Linked DNA regions of Mus musculus: region 2 is linked to region 1. A link is a contact called in public Hi-C data. All regions are on one chromosome and are shown on one strand. The core of a region is the stretch at or near the end of the contact, and the rest is flanking DNA. Distances in the headings are between cores, read along the strand shown.

Region 1 (6,338 bases), core at 2,016-4,515:
TGTACCGAGTTTGCTTCTGGGAAAAGGACCAGAAGACTGGGGTGGGCGGAACTTCTCCTTCCCGCTAAACCTTTTTTACACGATTTGAATTTTTTTACCAGGTACATGTATTACCTTTGCAGCTAAGGAAGACAAGAACAAAGGCTCTGGATATTTCTATGCAGGCAGAGAGAAGCAGCCAGCTGCATTCCACTGGCCTCTCTACCCCGGGCCTCTGAGGCTGTTCAGCTCAACCCAATCGCTTCAAAGAGACAAAGTCCAGTGGGTGAAGGAAACATGATTCACATCGATAAAAAGTCAACTTTAAAAAAAGGATTCCTTCTAATTTAGAACCTGGGTTAGGGCTGTATTAGCATATCTCAGAGAGGCGGCATAGCAAAGCCAAAAGAATGGAGGTCTGGACTCCAGTTAAATAATCTCCCTGAGCCTCCAGTTTTCCCCTTCATTAAGAAGAGGAAGAGAATAATGCTGTCTTTCCCTTGAGATTGTTACAAGGATTAAATGAGACAATGTGCCTGGAAAAAGTGTTTTGTTCATTGTAAAGGGCAACGCAGATGCGAGCCACTAATTAGTGTTATTACTGGAAACCTCAGACTACTGTGATTAACTGGGGAAAGGGGGACTGAGTCTCTGGGTTTTTTTTTTAAGTCCAAATATATAGCTTATAATTAGAAATGGATTCTCACGTCATTGGCCTGAACAATCCTGATGCATGTCCAGTTTGTTTGAGAGTCATTTTTATTTTTTTCCACAAGGATGATACGTTAAGCCTGGACCCAAGTTCTGACTTAAATTTCAGTTATTTTATTGTAATAGAATGTTGTTATAAGAAACCATACTTTCAAGTGGCAAGATGGCTCAAGGTGCTTGCAGCCAAGAGATTGAACCTTGGCACCCACATGGTGAAGAAGGGAGTCAATCCCCCTTCAGGTTTTCCTCTGACCTCTATATACACACACACAACTTGGCATGTGCATGTGTCCTCCCCAACCCCAAATTAATAAATAACTGTAATTTTAAATATCGTCCATGATGCTCCAAGAGTTTCTCATCAGACACCTGTCGTGAACGGAGGCACAAGGGCAGAACGGTCACTACTGTTAATGTGGTGCTTGGAAATCTTCACAGTGTGGTCCTGAATAACCTCACCCACGCCTGGCATTCTGCCTTCAAATGCAAGTAAGTGCTTCAGACACATAGCAAGCACACTACTGGTCTGCATCTTCATCTCATAGTGGATGCTGGCAGTCAGTTGACATGACCCTTCATGTGTACAGGCTGGGTCTCAGAGCCCTCTTAACTTCCTCCTGCAGGAAGGCAACACACAGCCTGCCTGCCAAATTGCACATAGAGGGATGTGGCTGTGTCATGCAACCCCTTCCCCCATTCAGCGCTATAACTCCCTCTGTCCTTTCTGCCTTTCTGATATCTTGATCTCCATTCTTCTGACTATGAGAGCTTTGCTTAGCCATCAGGTCTCTGTCCAAATGTCACCTCCTCTGTGACAAACCCCACTGAAGCACCTGATAAGCACATAGCAGCTTAAGTCTAAGGTGAATGGCATGAAATAAATAAATAATTAATAGCTAGCTTTACAGCCCTAGGCACCTGTCTAACCCAATGGTTAAATATGATGTTTGGGAGGCAAATGATCCAGCCTTAAATACCAGCTCTGTGGTTAGTAGTTGTGTGACCTGAAACAGATCATTCTACTTCCCCAAGTCTACTTCCCCATCAGCAAGTTTAGAAGGCAGAGTGTTGGGTAGAGAAGCTAGGCTCTTCCCACGATGTCTGGCACATGACTAGGACTTGGAAATAGAGAGTGGCTGTGACTGTGCCATAGCTGTGTTTGTCTCCTACACAACCACCTTAAAGAGAGGGACTAGCTTTCTACCCGTAAGTTCCCAGATTTGGGGAAGAAACTGGTCGGTAGAGGCTCAGTCAATCTTTGAACACAATACACATCCCAAGAGAGACTGTGTACACCAGCTAGAGGTCCAATAGGCAATTTCTGATTGTGGAAATAAACCGCTCATGAACACACATACATTTGTGGATGGGACAAGGGGAGGTAGCAATTTGGACTAACAGTCAAAGTTTAGGGAGGATTTCAGCAGGGACACATGGAAGGAGGGAAGGCCACATGCTGATGGAGCTGGTGACACTTGTTGGGACAGTGTAGGACAATAAGCATCCTAGGTCAGAGGAACTAAATCAGGAAGACCCAAAAGTGGGAGTGTCAGACTCAACCCACTAAGGCAGAGCTGAGCCATGTGTGTTTGCAAGAGAAGTAACTGGGACCCTGCAGCCTCAGTCAGTGTGATAGGCCATTTGGGAAGCTACGGCTCAAGGAGCTTGCATTATAATGTTCTACAGGAAACCAGAAAATATAGGTATTTAATTACAGTGTTCAAAATACAGAGGTGGATGCTCTCAGCCAACTACTGGACTGAGCACAGGGTCCCCAGTGGAGGAACTAGAGAAAGGACTGAAGGAGATGAAGGAGCTTTAGCCCCATAGGAAGAATAACATCAACCAACCAGTACCTCCAGAGCTCCCAGGGACTAAACCACCAACCAAAGAGTACACATGGAGGGACCCCGTGGCTCCAGACACATAAGTATTAGAGGATGACCTTGTTGGACATTAATGGGAGGAGAGGTCCTTAGTCCTGTGAAGGCTCGATGCCCCAGTGTAGGGGAATGCCAGGACAGGTAAGTGGGAGTAGGTGGGTTGGGGGGAGGGGAGAGATGGGATAGGGATGTTTCAGAGGGGAAACCAGGAAAGGGGATAACAATGTAATGTAATGAAATGTAAATAAAGAAAATATCTAATTTTTTTTAAAAAGGAAAGAACTTTCTGAACAACAACAATAACAAAAAATAATTACAGTGTCCAGTAGTTATTGCCTACAGAGGAGACCAAAAAGATAATGCCAGGCAAGGTCACTATCTCAGACCAGATGGTCACAGAAGCAGGCATTTGAGTGCTGGGATGAAGGAGGTAAAGATGCAACCTGAACAGAGATTAGGAGATGAGCATTCTAGGTGGCAACAGTTACCCACATGTCCTCAAATGTCCCCAAGTGGGACTGAATGTGGCCTGTTTAGGTAGAAGCAAGCAGACTCATGTGGCCAGGAGGTGGAGCCAGCAAGAGCTGCATGACAGCATGGTTTGACTCCCAAGTAGCAGAATAGGGAGGTTCAAAGGGGGACAGAGGTGACCAGGCTGCACTGCACAGCCTTCCAGGAGAGAGAGGAGGCAAGGCTGACGCTGGAGAGCCACGAGGCTGAGGTCAAAGTCCAGGAGGGTGGTGACTTAGACAAGGATGCCAGCAGTCCACGTGGCAAGGAGAGATTGAACAGATGGCATAGACAGTTTCAGCTGTAGCCAACAGCACTGGCAGACTCTTTCCTGAGGGTGTGACAAGGAAGAGGTTCTGAGGATGGCCCGGGTTGAATGTTAACTCCAGCCCCACCCCACCCCGTGTTTTCAGTGAGTTCAGGAATGAGTCAGACACACATTGGACTTAAGGGATAAGGCCCATCCCCTCCCCCAAGGAAACAGACAACAATCAGGTGGAGGAGCCACAGGCGTTGCTTGCCCAGCCGCCTATGGCTCCGTGGCGAGAACACAACAGGGACAGGTATGCAGAAGGGCATGTGTAAGAGTCTTGGTTCAAGGTATCTGAAAGATGTTGATTTTGGATCTGGGTCGGGCTTGTTCAGCAGGGATGGATGCAGACTTGCCAGTTGTCCTCCAAAAGTCAAACCAGTGGTCCAGCCTGGGCCTTTCTTGAGATATTCAGTCCTATCCTGGAACACAAGCTAAGCTGGTGGTAGAGAGGACTTCAACCATTCTCCTGGAAAATCTAGGCACAGGGAGAGTTTGTGCCTTTTCATAAACAACAAAAAAGATGAAGCTGGATCGGGGCACAGAGGCAGGACCATATAGGATATGAGATGCTTGGCTCAGAGAGCATTTTCCAAGCCCTATCTCAATGGGGATGCATTTTACAGAGGGGTCCAGACCTGCAGGTGCCCCTGAAGCTCATCTGGGCTCTCCTGATCTCTCAGCTAGCTGTTGCCAGGAAGCAAAGGAAGTAAAAAGGGCTCTGTTAAGAACCAGGCTTCCCTCTAGCCCCGTTAGCCCACAGCCCCATCCAGAACAAAAGTCAGAGCACGTCTTACAGCCTGCCACACTCGGCTCAGGTGACTTCTCTTTTAAGGAGAGAGGGAAAATGGGCTCATTTTGATAAACAAATCATAGTTGCAGGTGCAGGGCTGGTTTGAGAGTGCCAAAGACTCCCACCTCCATTTTCAGTGATTTTTTAACTCCTAAGAAAGGTTTTCCTGTGTGCAATGATTTGATTAGGTTGGTTCTCACGCCAAAAGTAATGTTCTCAAGAAGGCGGGTAGAAAATTCCCACTGTGCCATTCCTGGCCCTTGCAAACAGGGCAAGGAACAGCAGAAGGAAGAGAAGGCACCCCACCCCCATTTGCAAGGCACCCTGAGAACGTCATTTTAAGACACCCCGTTTGCAATTTGGTCATTTTTCAATGAGAAAGACATACATTTTCGGAACATGAAATGGAATCATGAAGCCTGGTGAAGTCAGAGGCAAAGCAAAACTGTGGCTGTTTGAGCCCTGCCCTGCTCCCTTCTGTTTGACAAATTGGGGGTTCCCTGTGGAAGGCGCTCAGATAGGAGTTAGCATGGGCTCTGCCTGGAGGAGGGTGGCTCACCCATTTATGCATAGTTCCTGTATTCCAGACATCTAATTACCCAGCTCTTCCCACAATCCGTGTGTGTGTGTGTGTATGTGTGTGTGCATGCACTCACACACACACACACCAAGCAAATGCAGATACTATGAAACCTGATTCTAGTCTACAGATAACAGTATTCAGTGGTGTTGGTTCCCTAGTTTTAATACTGTGGTGTGATTACAGAATGCAGTACCAGTGGGAAAAGCTGGACTATGGCACAAAGGACTTCCTCTACCATTTCTCTCATTTCTAGTGGCTCTACAATTAGAGTCAAATAAAGAGCTTTCAAGATGCTGTTTAATGTATGCAGCAAGAACTATGGACCTATATGGCCACACACACACACAGCCACTTTGGAACTTACTAAGAAGTCACCACAACCACTGTTTCCCCAGAAATCATATCCCAAAGGTGAGAAAAAGCATGTCACTAGAGACAGAGCATGGATGGGGTCATGTCCTTAAATCACCTCCCATACCAGCTCTGAAAAAGACCAAGTCTGAGGAACCGACTGGAAAGGCCCATTGTCATGGGCTGTGGAATTCCTGCACCTGCCAAGCCAGCCTGGGAGTTGGGCCAGAGTCTAAACAAGATCAAAGTCCTATCCACAGTCCCACCCCCTAGACCAGAGATTGAAATTTTGGGGTGCATCAGAATCCATGTCAGATGCTGAGCCCACTCCATCTCCAGTCCTAGGTAGCTGAGGAACATTGTGTTGATAGCACAAACACTAGATACTGCGGTTGCAAGTGCTCATGGGTGGAAATCATACTAGACCTGGGTGGGGTCTGGGGACAGACCCTGCTCACTCCCCATGCCAAGTGAAGAGAACTGACAGGTGCTCAGGCCCCCAGAGCCAGTGCCTCTCCTCCCACGGGAGAACTTGGAACCCACTTCATAAGTCTCCAGCTCTGATGTGTAGAGAGGCTGTGGAATGACCCAGGAGCCTCTGTATGGATCCTGTGTAGGCTATCACCACACAGCATTTAGGATAATATGCAGAATTTAGGCTCCCCCATCAGTGTGGCAGCTTGGTGCTGAGGGCTGGTGATGGACAAAGCAACTGCAGCTCGTTCAGTACCCATCACTCTGTTCTGAGAGAAGGCTCCGTTAGCCTATATTATAGATTAAGGAAACAGAGGCTAGGCAAGCTCTGGCTACACACACAGAAGTAATGGCGCAGGTCCGCCCCGGCCACAAGTTACTACCCTGAGGCACAACGTCCCTTTCTGGCACAAAGATGGCTCTGGCGTCTCTCTCATCTAGAAGAAAGATGAAACGTTCTTCTTCTAAATAACAGAAGCCGTGGGGCTTGCTGGGGAGCCAGTTCCCCTTTCAGTGTCTTTATTGTTTCTAAGCAGCTCTCAAGCTCTCCAAGGTTCCCACCACGGCCCCCTTGATTCCTTTCTGTCTTTTATCTTTCTCACTATTCTCCCTTAATCTTCCTCTTTTCTTTCATTTTTTTTTATTTCGCTCCTTTTTGTTTCCAAGTCTAAAGTGACAGACACAATAGACCTCTCCGTTCACCTCGTCTTACTGATGCTAACTTAGAATTTGCTCCTGGGCCCG
Region 2 (6,338 bases), core at 1,710-4,209, 610 kb after region 1:
GGGTATTTCAGGAGATGTCTTTCTGTGACTTTTTAACTTATGCCTCTATTTAGGCAGCTGTAACCACTCAGGTGACTTTGGACTCTGTTATTCACATAGTAGGCTGAGTCAATTGTCACCTTGAAATGTGAAATTAGCGGATTTTCCCAGTCTCTACTTATTCCGGGTACAGTAACGATGTTGAATGCAAGTCCTCTATTGGAGTCTCGAATTGAGACCTTTCCTCTTCAGTTAACTGTGGAACAGGGACCTGAATACAGAAAAAGGTGCACACACAGGTGGGGGAATGATGGGCCTGTCATTTATTAAAGCTCTTTGCATACTCGCTACATCATCCTCAGGGAACTGAGAATTCCTTAAGAGAAGGGATAGTCCTTACTGATCTTTGTACTCCTGCCAGCCTTCCTCTGCAGCAGGTGCTTCGAAAGGTCTTGCCAAATTAAATTGGAAAAAGGGAGCAGAGGGCAGTCTTGAATTGAATCACACTCCATCACACCTGCTTCTATGTCTGTAGGAAACATTTTTTAGTGTTATGATTAAAGGTTTATTTTTCTTGTGTATGATTTGAAAATTAAATCTACACCAACTTCTTGACGGTTGCTTTAATCCTGAACATTGCTCTCTCAGAAACGATTTAAAGCATCTATCTGTACAAAAACTTGGGCTGGACACATCCACATTTCTTATATGTTTAGTTACTTTCTGTTTCCTGTCAGAGTTATGGGATATTATTTTCCATAGTTATGTCAGTTGTAATATCTTACTCATTGACATTATAATACTAGGTATCCTTTCTTTACAGAATACTCTCCAGGATGGGATTTTCTTTCTTTTTCAGGCAAGGAAGGAAAAATCACACAATTCTCTAGGAAGGGAGCTAGGATGTTTTCTGAATGTGGGAGTCTTGCTTCTTTGCCCCAAGACTCTCCTAAGCCTAGGCAAGCATGATTATCTCTCTCCATATCATCCCTTTATTTGCAACATCAAAGGAGCATTTACCACCATTTTTATTTTTTATTGTTGTTCAAGGCCACGTTGCTTTAATCAGGTTCATGATCAGGTGGGTTATTGACTTGAAGGAACTACAAAAAATAGTGTTATATTCACCCACAGGCCTGAGACACTCTGTGTTGAGGAAGAAGGTTTTGTAAAGAAACAAAGATAGTACGATATCTCTTTCCTGCCTGGGTTTTTCTGAACCGGGCAGACCAGGCAGATTATCTAGAATCTGTATCTATCTTCACGGTATCTCTGTGATGGTGTGACAAATGCCAGTATGTGGGAGATGTACCTAGATGGCAGGTGTCCAATCTCACTGAGTTCCTATTGTCTAGCTGCTTTTGTCCCTTCCCTATTTAGAGTTTGCTCTTGGATCCCAAGCATTTCAATCTTCAGGCCACTGTCAGCAATTCAAATGAACAGATCTCACTGGAGGCCTATTGAATCTGAACTCGAGTTTGATTTAACAAAACCTCTTGTGACTCTTAAGCTCATTAACGTTCAATGTAATTAGGCTAAACTAGCCTTTTCAGCATTCTCAGCCTGTTTTCCTGAAATTCTACTCTTGCTGTGCTTAAAAAATATGTATACACACAAAACCAAAATTAATCCGTAAGTATTTTGGTGATATTATTCTAATGTGTATTCTAATTATTCTATTATTCTAATGTGTATTCTAATGTATAATTACACCTTAGGGCGTTTGCTGACCTACTATTGGCCTTTGGATTAACGTTCAATTAGTTAAATCAGTTACTTCTAATTATAACTATGTTTCATATATTTCCTTGAGGACACAAACTGTATTTTATTAAATATTTGTGCTCACACAGTTCCTTGTATGTAAATGCTCGATAAACTGAAAGTTGGACCATGTCTAAAAGATGGAATGAATGCATAGAAATCTAGATGGTAGATTTCTTAAAGACAAGGACAGTCAGGATCTTAGTCATTTTAAAATTAAGAATACTAAAAAAAAAAGTATTAGTAATTGTTGTTGGTTAATTTGTATGTGAAAGGAGACTAATACCAGGATATGATTGTAGATTCTAGAACAGCAGTTCCCAAGAACCACCCTTTCACAGGACTTGCTTAAGACCATTGAAAAAGGGCTGGAGAGATGGCTCAGTGGTCAAGAGCACTAACTGCTCTTCCAGAGGTCCTGAGTTCAATTCCCAGCAACCACATGGTGACTCAAAACCATCTATAACCATATGACAGTGTACTCATATACATTAAATAAATAAACTCTTAAAAAAGACTTCCTTTAAAAAAAGACCATTGAAAAACACATATATTTATATGTGTTTCATAACAATAGCAACATTACAGTTATGAAGAAGCTGCAAAAAAATTATGATTAGGGTTCACCACAACATGAGGAACTGTATTAAAGTGTGGCTGCATTAGGAAGATTGAGAACCACTGCTGTATAAAGCCTAGAGAATAGAAACAGTCGCAAAGGAAACAAGCGTGCAACTTCATGAATTGCTTCTTACCTCAGCCAACTATCAAAACATCCTGCCAATTGGTGTAAATTGAATTCTGCAATTTAAATACATCGCTTAAGTGCAACAGCTAGTATCAGAGCCCATAATTTTGGGGTGTAACCAGCAGCAATTGTGTTCACAGGCGTGTTCTGCAGAGATTGACTGGTGGAAGAGTTAAGAATCTCTATAATACAGAGTCTATATAGTAAATTTCAACACACACACACACACACACACACACACACACACACACACACACACACCACCTCGTTCTCGGTTCTTTTTTGCACATCTGAAACTTTGTGGCTGCGGAAGAACAAGCTTTTGTTCTGTGTTTTCGATCAGACTGGGTAGGAACAATGAAATCTACTTCCCGGCCCTGGTCTCTTTCCGCCCTCGGAACGCATGTGCGAGGTCTTTCAGATGCGGAGGGGACCAGAGAGGGACGGACGCACGGCCCAGCAGTTGCCTGGCAACGCCCGCTGGAGGAGTCCCGCCGAAAAAAGGTCCGGGAGAAGTGTCAGCGGCCAGGAGTGGGACCCTGCAGCGCATTCTTTCCTTGCCGGCGGCCGTCCCCGCGGCTGGCGGGTTAGGGCAGGGGAAATGTTGCAGGAGGAGTCGGACCTGTCCCTCATCATTGCCCAGATCGTCCAGAAACTCAAGGGCTCCAATTTGTATGCTCAGCTGGAACGGCAGGCCTGGGTAAGCGGGGCTGATGGGAAGCTATGGAGACCGGCAGGCCGCAGGATGACCTGCCTGCTACACTGCCTTCACCCAGGCCAGAGCTTTTTGCTCTCTCCACCCCTTTCTGCTGTTTTAAACCCCTCCCTGAGCCTTGCACCTTGTTTGCTCAGACCCAGGAGTGAGGCAATTGTATTTTTTTAAAGATGGGTGGGGCTCATCACGCCCTTCTTCAGGCCAGAGAATGGCCAAGGCTTCTCCCGTTTATTCTTGTAGTCGTTTAAGGGACCTATTTTTTATTTTTTAGATGTTGGACTCACGAGCAGCATGCCTTCCTTCTTTTTTACTTTCTCGTGGATGGATTGGGATCCCATGTGCTTTATTCTAATGTGTCACTTTGTTGCACTTTGCTCTCCCTACAGTGATTTTTTTTTTAATGTGCCCACCTAGCGTTTATTGAATTCATTTAAACAGACTCGGCCCTGCGAGTAGACAGAATAACCAGTAGAGCTTTACTGTATGAGAATGTAGTGTGAATGGAATCCTACAGTACCAAAACTTTTGTGGATGCTTCTGTCCCCGTTAGGATTTTGAGATCCATCCAAACTTGGTATTTTAGTACTTCTGTTCCCATTAGTTTCTCTAGTTAGTACTTACCTGGTGGATATTTAGGTTGTTTAGAGATTATGGATAATGCCAATATGTATATTCTGTGACTTTATCTTTATCCCATGGATTGTCCAGAAAATGTATTGTTTAGTTTTCAAATTTGGGGAGATCTTTCCAGTTTCTTCCTTTTGTTGATTTCAAGTTTAACTCCAGGATGGATAAAATTTATATTATGTTAATTCTTTAAATTTTGTTGGAGTATTTTTTTATTTTTAAGATTCGTAATTTGTTTTCTCTTGTTGAACATCCTTTGTGTACTTAGTAAACATCTTTTTTTTTTTTATAATTTAGAAATGTCAGTTAAGTAGGTTGAAAGTTTTGTTTAAGTGTATCTTTACTGAGTGTGGTATGTGATGATTAATCTTGTTTGTTGACTTAAAACACCTGAGAAGAGGAAACCTTAATTGAGAAATTGATCTCCTAAGCTGCCTCTGTGGACATATGCACGGGGCATTTTCGTGATTCCTAACTGAAACAGGATGGCTGAGCCCACTGTGGGTGGTACCATCCCTAAGCAGGCAAGCCTAGGCTATATTATCAAGGTACTGAATGATGAGCCTGGGAGCAAGCCAGAAAGCAGATCCTCCAGGGTCTCTGCCGTAGTTTCTACCTTGAGTTGCTACACTGGCTTTTCTCCGTGATAGGCTGTAATTTGTAAGACAAATGAATTCTTTACTCCCCCCACACCCAGTTGTTTTGGGGCAGTGCTTTATCATAGCAACAAAAAGCCAAGCAAAATGTGGTGCTTCAGTTAGCATATATAGGTCATGAGTGAAGCAAACTCTGAGATTTTCCCTGTTCCCTTCCTTACACCCTAGACTGCACCCAGCCTTCTGTTACTTCTGGTTAGAGTCTTGGAGCATAGAGAAATTGCCTCAATATTTCTACTACCTCCCAGCTTCACAAGTCTCTCTGCCTATGTGTCCCTTTCCAAGCAATAGGCTGATTTAGTCTGTGCTAGCACCATGGTAGGTGTGGGAGCTTCTGATTCTACACTATTAGTTCATATACCTTATCTGTGCAGGGTCCTTATTAGCCCTGGCTTTTATTTTTCTTTGTTTTGCAACTAAACTCAGCCTTGTATCTGTGGCAGGTGTGTGAAACAGACACACCTGCTCTGGTGTCTGCTAACATCTCTGAATTGGCATGAGGTCCTAGGCCCAAGAGAATTTTTTTTTTCAACCTGTCCACATTGTAGAGAGCTTTTACAACTATTCTAAACTGGGGAGTTATTGCCTGAAATTTTAAATAGAGAGTTTCTGACATTGCTTGTGATTTAGGGTCGTTGCCTCATGGAAGGGGAGAGTATTGTTGATGTAGCAGTTTTATGCTTGTTTTTACATATTTAGCCAGCAGAAGGTACTCTGCAGATTCCTGTGAAACCCTGGTAGATGCTCATGGGAAAGGGCACAAGATGAAAGTGGATTCCTTCTTTCTTGTACTCTGGGCTACTCTAGACTGGTCTGCTAGCTCATAATTAGTCTGTATACTACGTACCTAACCTCTGTGGTTATCTGGATTATAGCTCATATATGGAAAGTTTAAAAGTTAACATCCACATATAATGGAAACTATACTATATTTATTGGGGGGGGGGAGTATGAGTTACCTCACTCATGCTTATTCTTTTTTCAAGTGCCATCCATCTACCTGCAAATTTTATACTTCTATTTTTCTCAATAGCTGAGTAATATTCCATTGTGTGAATAAACTGCATTCCCATTATCTGTAAGTCAGTTGATGGACACCTGACCTGTTTCCAACTTCTGGCTAGTATGAATAGACCAGCAAGGAGCATAGATGAGCAGAAGTCTGTGTAATAGGATGTAGAATCCTTCAATTATATGCTCAAGGGTAGTAGAGCTGAAACATAAGATAGCTCAATCCCCAGCTTCCTGAGAAACCACCACATTGATTTCCATAGTGGCTGTACACGTTTGCACCTCCCTTTGAATAGAAATGAATAGACATTCCCCCTCCCCTGCATCCTCACCAGCATGTGCTATCAATTTTTTTTTGATCTTCGCCATTCTGAATGAGGAAAAATGGTATATCAAACTAGTTTTAATTTGCATTTTCCTGTTGGCTAAGGTTGTTGTACATTTCTCTAAGTGTTTCTGAGCCTGTTGGGTTTCATCTTCTGGAAACTCTCTGCTTAGTTTTGTACTCCATTTTTTAAAATGAAATGATATTTTAAGAATCATGTTTTTAGTTTTTATTCTTCTATAGTTCTTTATATAGTCTAGATACTAACCGTTTGTAACAATTTGCAACAGTTGATGAAGATCATTTTCCAGTCTGTAGGCCAATGCTTTGCCAGACGATCATGTCCTTTGCTGTAGGAGAGGCTCTCGTAAGGAAGGGGAGATAGAATATATTGTTATGGCGACAAAAAGGGGAAATCAGAATTGGATGATTAAATAAGGAGAGGGATAGGGAGACCACTGAGAGAGACAACTGACAACAAAGGCAATTGGAAACACCAAGTCGACACCTACA

The links. A called contact is a pair of places that touch in the nucleus more often than the background predicts.
Region 2: a Hi-C map of bone marrow-derived macrophages shows a contact between it and region 1, with 11 read pairs. The contact joins the promoter of Tbc1d19 here to the enhancer-like site in region 1. A contact is called at or near these places in 1 of 484 Hi-C or Micro-C datasets (bone marrow-derived macrophages) and 2 of 115 datasets of contacts at active chromatin or transcription factors (bone marrow-derived macrophages and pancreatic cancer cells).

Annotation. Positions count from the first base shown.
Region 1 is chr5:53,193,301-53,199,638 of GRCm38.p6, forward strand. The region is part of intron 2 of Sel1l3 (sel-1 suppressor of lin-12-like 3 (C. elegans)); the gene reads right to left. Among named protein-coding and RNA genes, the nearest start is that of Sel1l3, 17 kb to the right of the region's middle. Within about 2 kb of position 3,266, at least 77 of the 459 cell types and tissues checked have an H3K27ac peak or open chromatin away from gene starts, as enhancers often do. A contact at or near this core is called in bone marrow-derived macrophages and pancreatic cancer cells, where this site is marked.
Region 2 is chr5:53,806,668-53,813,005 of GRCm38.p6, forward strand. It overlaps Tbc1d19 (TBC1 domain family, member 19), which reads left to right and starts at 2,960. Exons shown (of 21, transcript NM_144517.4): 1 at 2,960-3,191. The coding sequence starts at 3,093.